Regions from separate parts of the Triticum aestivum genome. Here region 1 is linked to region 2. A link is a contact called in public Hi-C data. All regions are on one chromosome and are shown on one strand. Each heading gives the region's core, a stretch centred on a gene start, on an enhancer-like site or on the middle of the called end of the contact. The rest is flanking DNA. Distances are from core to core; before and after follow the strand shown.

Region 1 (4,754 bases), core at 1,022-3,521, 180 kb before region 2:
TATATAGTACAACTGAATTTTGTAAAAAGGATAAACTATAAGGTACTAAAGCAAACCATGGGGTTATATAACCAGTAAGGATATGCATGCAAAAATATTAAGAAATGCAACAGAAATTGCTTAAAAGTATACAGGACTAACAAAAATAAGGCAACTGCGCAAAAAAGAAAGAAGTCGAATTTGCTTAAAAAGAAATGGACTACTACAGATATAAAAATATAACAAACAAGGAAATGAAGATATGAAATTCGGTATATATCTCACTACTTGTTCTGAAATATATACAGACAAGCACTACGTGGTGCATACCTCTTATCCACAAGGAATTCTCTGATTTCCTTGATGAGGAGATTTTCATCCTTTGATGTATTATGAATGTCATTGAACTTTTCTTTGTTCAGGTCATAGAGTAAGTCCTTGAAAACTTTCTTGATATCAGGGTTCTGTCCTACAGGGACAAAAGCCGCACATTCAAACTGGGCTTTGATCTTCTCATAAATTGCTTTGGTGAGTGTAGTCTTGCCCAGCCCACCAACACCAACAATAGAGATCGTCTTCAATTGCTCCTTGGAACTCCCATCCTCACAAATCAGTGTTTTGATAAGCTCATCCCTTGTGCGGTCAACGCCAACAAGCTCCCCTACATCTTTGTGCAGAGCTAACACACGAGGGTCAATGGTAGCACCATTGCTAGTGCTACGAGTGTCAAGCTCGTACCTTCTACGCAGGTCCGCCAACTCCTTGGCAAGATCCTGAGCTTCTTTGATGGCATCACTGATTTGATGAAGTGCTTTGCCCTTGCCAAACAGTTTGGTGGTCTTCTTGAGAAACTTCTTGACTCGATTCCTCATGTTCGTAGGCTTGCTGCTTGAACCCTCATGCACACGCACCATGAAGTCGTCAACAGCGTCTTCCATGTCGCAAGACAGGTCTCTCACCTTGCCAGCCCAAATCCGGACCGGCTCCTCGAGCTGTTCCGACGGCACCTCGCCAACCTTGCGAAGTACGGCGTGCATCATCTCCAGCTCGTCTAGGAGCGATTGTACGCCTTTCTTTACTCGCTTCTCTAGGTTGTATTCTCCGACGAGCAGCTCGCCGAGCTTACGGATGACGGGGCCCATCGCCCCAGCAGCGACCTCCATATCTCGACCTTTTTTTGCCTTTGCTCTGGATCTACAGACGGCTACAGCTTTGTCCTTGCCGTGAAATTCTGCAATGAAAACATTATGTTTTTCAGAAGACAGAATGAGGAAAACCTGAACTTGATTGGTCGGTGGAAGTAACAGTACACTATGCGCCTATGCATTGCTTTCCTCCAAAGCAGAAGTAGAAGAAGAGTACCTTGAATGACAGCTCCTTCAAATCCAATGTGCTAAGTCCTTTGCAACAGTTACGCAAGGTGAACTAGTGAAGAAAAGATCCAGTTCTGCACATCATAGATTCACATCAGAATAACCAAAAATCCTACTGTAGTTGTTTTCAGAGGACCACCGGATGAGCAAAAGCTGGACATTTCAGGTGCGTGAAAGTAACAGCTCACGGTACTACTAATTTATTTATTTTGGAAAAGCTGGACAGAGTGAAAAGAAAAAAAAATGCAGCATCCCTCCGAGCTTGGATAGATACTAAGCTCTGACCACTGACCATTTATTCTCTTTACTTTATTTAATCTTACTTATTATTCCTTTTTCTTTTCCTGATGTACATACTTAACATTTTCACAATAATATAATTACAGAGTAAAAGTAAAAATATCCAGGAACCAGATTTTGCATAAAAATAGCGTATATAGCAAACAAGAGATTAACCAGGAGGGGAGAAACAGATCGAGCAAGATCTGACCCTCCCCTTGCTCTGGATCTACACGCACGGCTGTAATAGGAAAACAATCGGTTTCAGGATGAGCAAAAGCTGAAGTTGTGACGGACGGCACAAAAGAATGCATCACCTGGCTTGGCTCAATCAAGAGCAGGAGCTGAAGAAGAGCATCATCCGCAACACCGAACAGCAACTCTTCACCGCTGCTGAGCGAATGCTGAACAGATCGAACTCTGCAACTTCAAAACCAAAAAGAATGGGAAACAGAAGAGAGGTGTGCGCTAACTAGATCGAAAGAAATGTATGGACCAGAGGAGGGGAAGGAGACGAGTACAAGAGTACCTTTGGCGCTGTCGCCGTCGCCGTCGCAGATTGGGAGGAGACCCACTGTAGTCTAGTCGCCGCAGAGAGACCCGGAACGACTTGCGGTCGTCTCATCTCGTCTCATGTTTCCGCGTGTTAGCAGCAAGCAGCCTCCACTAACGTGTCCGTGTGTGCGGTTTTTCTTTCGGGTGGAAAAAGGTAGGATTTGGAGTTGGAGACAAAACTAGATACTCCAAACTTAATAATGTCCAGAAACTGGTATAATCCATAGACATTGTGAAAAAAATAAAGGAAAAATAAGAAAAAGACACATAATTTTTTTCCCGAAATGGAGGATCACCCCTAACTCTGCATCGACCAATGCACACAACCATCTCTATTATATTCCTAAAAACGCCGGTGCGTTGCAACGGGATATAAAACCTGCCCATATTAATGTGATTGTGTAAACAAATATTTATCAAATCATGCCCGTGATTTATCTTATATTTTGATGAGAAATTTGTTTATAACACTAGTAGAAAACGGCCCATTTGACCCGGTTCCAGAGGCCCTTTAGCCCCGGTTCAGGAACCGGGACTAAAGCCCAAACCCTTTAGTCCCGGTTCACTTACGAACCGGGATAGAAGGGCTCCACGTGGCCGCTGCGGGGCGCCCAGGCAGGAGGACCTTTAGTCCCGGTTGGTAATACCAACCCGGATCAATATGCCTTCACGCGCCAGCAGCTGGCAAGAGCTGGGGTTTTTGTTTTTGTTTTGGAAAGGGGGGAGGTTTGGAGGGTTAATTTAGTTTCATATTGTGTTAGCTAGCTAATAGAGGGAAGTGTCCTCTCTTATCTCTATGCTTGCTCGACGCTAGCTACTATACATATAGAGAGAAGTGTCCTCTCTTATGCTACTATAATTTTGTGGAATGCAACATAGAGGAAAACATTTCTACTTAATTAAACATCTAATTGCATAACAACTTCACTTCCAGTGCATAACAACTTGACATTGCTTAAACAGCTGCAGTACATAACAGGTTCAGCATACTGAACATAAACACTGACACTTATCTAACTGACACTCACCGCATTTCTTCATTTCTGCATCTCCTTCATCTTCTTGATGCGGTTAGAGTGGCGAATGCCGATGCGGATGTGGGTCTCCGCCTCGATTGGCATGCTCATGTCGCCGAGCTGCGGGATCCCCGGCGCCACCATGTACAGGTCGTCGCCAGCAGGCAGCTGCAGCTGCTGCGCCACCTCCCCCTCGCTGTCGTCCTCCACCTCCACCACCAGCTGCTCCTGCTCGTTGTCGTCCTCCACCTCCACCACCACGTCTGCACCTGGCTCCTCCTCCCCCTTGCTGGACTCTTCCTCCTCCTCCTCCTCCTCCTCCTCCTCCTTCTTCTCCTCCTCATCTTCATTGCTCTCTCCCTCGCTGTCAGAGTGGACAATCACCTGTTTCACTGCAGCTGGTACATCGACCACGACGCCGACGAGATCTTCTACTGGAGCTGGAGGGGCGCGACGGCGGGAGCGGTACTCATACCACCTAGCACGCTGCGGATCTGGTGAGTTTTCCGCTTCATTCATAGCCCAAAGGAAAATAGCGACATGAGGAATTCCACGGCCGCTGGGGAACATCATCTTCTTCTCATCATCCGTAGCCACGGCGATGAGGCCCCTAGCGTGGTCGACGCACATCTGCAAGCTGGGAAACCTATTGCAGATCTCCTCTACGTCTGCCCTTTTCTCTGAATCTCCCTTGCAGAATTTGCTGACAGTCTCCTCCCATCGATCTTGAGCACGGCGAAAAGCTCTTGCAGACGGCCTCTTCTTAGGCGCCATGGCCGGCGTCGAGAAGCGATGGGAGTGGCCGGATGAGTTGCTTATCCCCTGAATCAAGTCCAAGTGACCAAAATGTTATTTAATCTTATCTAGAACAATAAAAGCACAAAGAATTATTGGGTAACAAATGAATTGTGACAAATGATTATAAACAACGTTAGTCAGAAATATAACATGAGCCACGTGATACTGTCAAACTTGCCACTTAAGTGAAGTGTGACATATGATTATAAATGACGTTGGTCAAATATATAATCAACACGTCACATGCCAACTTACTTAGTAGCCATCGTTGTTGGTATTTTTGACTTTGTAGAGCCTGTAACATCACAAGGTATCAACTCCATTTTTCTTGTCACGTTCACAACAACCATTTAAATGTCATTATCACTTTCAGTTATTCTATTTTTAGGCACTAGAGTTCGTGTGTATAATGAAGTTGGTAAGAGTGAACAAGGGAAATTTGCATTGGATGTTGGAGTGAAGTCATTGGATTTCTATAATGAGTAATATCAGAAATACCTTTGTCATTAATTAAAATGGTTTCAAAAGAATAACATGAGTGATTATAACGAAGTCTCTCTAGCTATGGATGTTATCAGGTAGAATAACTAATCAAGTGTTTATTTTGTCAATGTTGTAGTTACTTTGGCACTCCTTATGCACTCTCTAAGTTGGATATGATTGGTATTAACAACTTTAGTTGGATGGGCATGGAGAACTATGGATTGGTTACTTTCGATATGCCATACTTGTTATTTGATGAGACATCTTCAAC
Region 2 (4,341 bases), core at 416-2,915:
AGTCGAGCCTGCACTGCACACGCACGTTGTTTGGCTACACAGACTTACGCGCAAGGTTGTGTTTTTAGTTTAAATTTAAACTGTTTTGGAACGGAGGGAGTAACAAACGAGTCAAGCCTGCACTGCACCCGCACGTTGTTTGGCTAAACAGATGTATGCGCAGGGCGGCACATGGGGTTTCTAAAAGTATTAGTACTTGTATTTTTTTTTCAGAAAACCTTTATGTGGAGTATCATATTCTGATTTTTAGTGATCTCTCTATATGCTAGTAGAAGTCAGATCCTCGTCAGTGTAAACCTGTGATCCACTGTCATCTCCTAGTTACCGATGGAGTGACGTAGAATACACATTTGTTTTTTCTGCTCCGATCTTATCCGGATATCAATCTAAATTTACGCAGCAGAGGCCAATCTAGCTCCTTAGTAGCGATTGAGTATCTTTATTATCTTCATGCATGGATGACATCAATCGTTCTAATTAAAAGGCAAGCTACAACACCAAATAAAAAAATCAAGCTAGGAAAAATTTGCCCTTGAAACAAAATGAAGTATGAGCGGTCCAAAATAATTTGGAAGCCAGCAGAGCTAGCTACTAGCAGCACCTATAGCAAGCAAGCAATCAAAGGCTTTACCCTTTCTCCTTTCCGAGCAAGGTGCGTGCATGCACAGCTGCACATGCACATGCACATGCGACTTCTTTGCCCGTCTCCGTACAATCCGCACGCGGCGCCGGCCACAAACAAAGTCCTCCGGCCGATGGATCGACCGCCGGCCGCCTCGTCGTATCCCATCCTCTGCGCGCGCTTTGCGCTTTTGCTCGCAGGAACCGCGTCCTCTGAAGCCCACTGATGATCCCAGCAAGCATCCATCCATCGGGCGATCTGACCTCGGAATCACTTCTCAGCAGGCAGGCAGGCACTTGCAGAATATTTCCGACTGATGGAATGGAATGGCATGGAGAATTGGGAATCTGCGGCTGCTTTTGAGCTTTGGTTCATAAACGGATAAAGCGCACGACGAAACGGAGGCGCAACCGTACGTATAACCAGAATGACTCGTCGTGAGATTGCCAACAAAGAAAGAAGCAAGCGCGTTCAATGAAAGTACGATGCGTTTGTCTTGTCCGATAGTACAAGTGTGGTCGAGTTGCAGATCCAAGTAGCAGGGCAGCACTCCTGTTTGAATTGCTACTCCTGTCTAGCTAGCTACACCTTGGTATCTTGCATCGGCTAGCTTGGCCCCTAGCCGGCCCTTTTCGTTTGCCGACCTCCGGCGAATGCAAAGGTCGAAAGCAGCACTCGTAAGGCGCAAGCGACTAGTCGAACGCGCGCGAACCCTCCCGCTCCAAGCCAGCTGCGCACGCCGTCGCTCTCCGCGATTCCTCTCCCGCTTTCTTTTCTCCAAGCCAGCTGCGCACGCCGTCGCTCTCCGCGAGTAGGGATCGATGATGGGCGATCACCTGCTCACATCCATCGGTCCCGCCCGCGGCCATGTCCTCCTTCCTTTGGCGCGACGGCGACGCCGGTCCATGGTGTAACGCAGCTTCTTTATGCGAGCCGAAGCACAGCGACATGGGGGTGGATCGTCGTCGCAGTGGACAGCGTTGGCGCCATGGAAAAGATCGCTAGGTTTTCAACGTTGGAGCAGGACCGGCAGCTAGCCACACGGAGCGAGGGAGAGCGACGTACGTAGGGGCGCGGGAGGCCGGCCGGTCGCCGTCTTATCGGCTCGGGTCAGATCACGTGGAGGTGGCGTTCGCGCGCCACGTCTGTCCCCGGCCGAGCCCTAGCCACCGTCGTTGTCGGCGTGGATGAGGTGATCGGATCCGCTGCATGCCGTGCGTGGCTGAGCCAGAGCCGATCAGCAGCTGTCCAGGTGGAATTAGTGGAATCAAGGAGCTACTTCGGTAGATGAAAACGGAACCATGTTGTAGGTCTGGCGACGAACGGCCACGCTGTAACGGAGGGAGGACGGATGAATGGACAGTATCTGTCATAAACAGTAAAGTAACAGAGTGCACTTGCATTGGTTGATTGATTAGCGTAATCACAGGTTGTGGTTTACGTGTTCGCTGAATGCATGCCACCATGCTGTCAGATGTAGAGTCGAGCCCGCGCGCGCACGTCGTTGTTACGGCCATTTCTATATGCATGCATGGGTTTCAAATGATATTATTTTACCAAGACACTTTGGGAGTATCAATGGAAGAATGTCATTTTCCACTAAGTGCCCAAACACTACATGTTTAGCCATTTCTATATGCTAATATATATAAGTCAGATCCTCGTCAGTGTAAGCTGTTCTCCACTGTCATCGAAGACAATTTGCGAGCAAGTGACGTAGAAGCCGCATTTGTTTACTCTGGCAAGATCTTATCTTGATATTACCAGATCATACGTCAGAAGATGCTGATCTAGTTGCTAATCACTTTGCGGGGATGGCATCTCGTCTGAAGCCCACTGATGATCCCCCACACATGATTAAGCAAGCATCTATCCATCGGCGATCTGACCTGGAATCACTTCTCACAGAATATGTTTTCACCAATGGAGAATTGGGAATCTGCGGCTGCTTTTGAGGTTTCGTTCATAAACCGCACGGCGAAAGGGAGGCGCAACCGTGTAACCACTATAGCATGCGGCTGCCAGCAGCAAAACGACTCACAGGCATATTCTGCATGGACGGGGAGTTTTGAATTCGGTGACAAATCCAAACTCATTCGCGAATAATCTGTAACCGTACAACTACAAAACAGAACACAGTGATGTTGGGAATATGCAATGAAATATTGAGTATGAGTAGGAAGATAAAAATGCCAAACCTTTCCACCCAATGCCGACCAATTGCTTAAACCATAGGCAACAGGAAGGTGCATGCATGTGTGCGTCTTTGTCTCATACACAGACAAAGGGCAAATCGTGTGACGAACAAGCCCTCGACGTGGCACATGCATGCGAGAGGAAGAAAGGAGAGAGCAAGCTTCCGCTCTACCCAATCGATCTGGCCCTCCTCCTCCTCCTCCACCAGTGGGAGGCCTCCAGCTCAATACTTAACCCAAAAAGAAGGCGTCACTATTAACGCACGCGGTGCTCGAAGATTAGATTAGTACTGCCTCCGTAAACTAATATAAAAACATGTTAGACGTCCTCTAATTGTTGTTGCAAGTTTTTACGTGGTTTGTATAGGTTTCTAGCAAGAACGTTTCTTACCTACGTAAGACCACAACGTGATATGCCAATTTCTATTTACCCTTCATAAGGACCCTTTTCATCGAATCCGTTCCGACTAAAGTGGGAGAGACAGACACCCGCTAGCCACCTTATGCAACTAGTGCATGTCAGTCGGTGGAACCTGTCTCACGTAAGCATACGTGTAAGGTCGGTCCGGGCCGCTTCATCCCACAATGCCGCCGAAACAAGATAAGACTAGTAGCGGCAAGAAGAATTGACAACATCGACGCCCACAACTACTTTGTGTTCTACTCGTGCATAGAAACTACGCATAGACCTAGCTCATGATGCCACTGTTGGGGAACGTAGCAGAAATTCAAAATTTTCTACGCAACACCAAGATCAATCTATGGAGTAATCTAGCAACGAGGGGAAGGGGAGTGAATCTACATACCCTTGTAGATCGCGATGCGGAAGCGTTGCAAGAACGCGGATGAGGGAGTCGTACTCGTAGCGATTCAGATCGCGGTTGATTCCGATCTAAGCACCGAAAGAACGGTGCCTCCGCGTTCAACACACGTGCAGCCCGGTGACGTCTCCCACGCCTTGATCCAGCAAGGAGAGAGGGAGAGGTTGGGGAAGACTCCATCCAGCAGCAACACGACGGCATGGTGGTGGTGGAGGAGCGTGGCAATCCCGCAGGGCTTCGCCAAGCACCGCGGGAGAGGAGGAGGAGGGAGAGGGGTAGGGCTGCGCCAAAAGGAGACGTTCTCGTGTCCTTGGGCAGCCCAAACCTCAACTATATATAGGGGGGAAGGGGGCTGCGCCCCCCTTAGGGTTTCCACCCCCAAGAGGAGGCGGCCAGCCCTAGATCCCATCAAGGGGGGCGGCCAAGGGGAGGAGAGGGGGAGGCGCCCCACTAGATGGGCCCTAAGGCCCATCTGGACCTAGGGTTTGCCCCCTCCCACTCTCCCATGCGCCTTGGGCCTTGGTGGGGGGGCGCACCAGCCCACCTGGGGCTGGTCCCCTCCCACACTTGGCCCACGCAGCCTTCTGGGGCTGGTGGCCCCACTTGGTGGACCCCCGGGACCCTCCCGGTGGTCCCGGTACATTACCGATTTCACCCGAAACTTTTCCGGTGACCAAAACAGGACTTCCCATATATAAATCTT

What was found. Hi-C and Micro-C count contacts between places; a contact is called where the count stands out from the background.
Region 1: a contact with region 2 is called in a Hi-C map of leaf, with 4 times the contacts expected there. The contact joins the promoter of LOC123165175 here to the enhancer-like site in region 2. A contact is called at or near these places in 2 of 5 Hi-C or Micro-C datasets (both in leaf).

What each region holds. Positions count from the first base shown.
Region 1 is chr7D:65,978,544-65,983,297 of IWGSC CS RefSeq v2.1, reverse strand. It overlaps LOC123165175 (disease resistance protein Pik-2), which reads right to left and starts at 2,271. Exons shown (of 10, transcript XM_044582803.1): 1 at 2,161-2,271; 2 at 1,949-2,035; 3 at 1,342-1,404; 4 at 310-1,256. The coding sequence starts at 2,256.
Region 2 is chr7D:65,796,560-65,800,900 of IWGSC CS RefSeq v2.1, reverse strand. No RefSeq gene overlaps it. Among protein-coding and RNA genes, the nearest start is that of LOC123169860, 4.7 kb to the left of the region's middle. Within about 2 kb of position 1,665, at least 3 of the 8 cell types and tissues checked have an H3K27ac peak or open chromatin away from gene starts, as enhancers often do. A contact at or near this core is called in leaf, where this site is marked.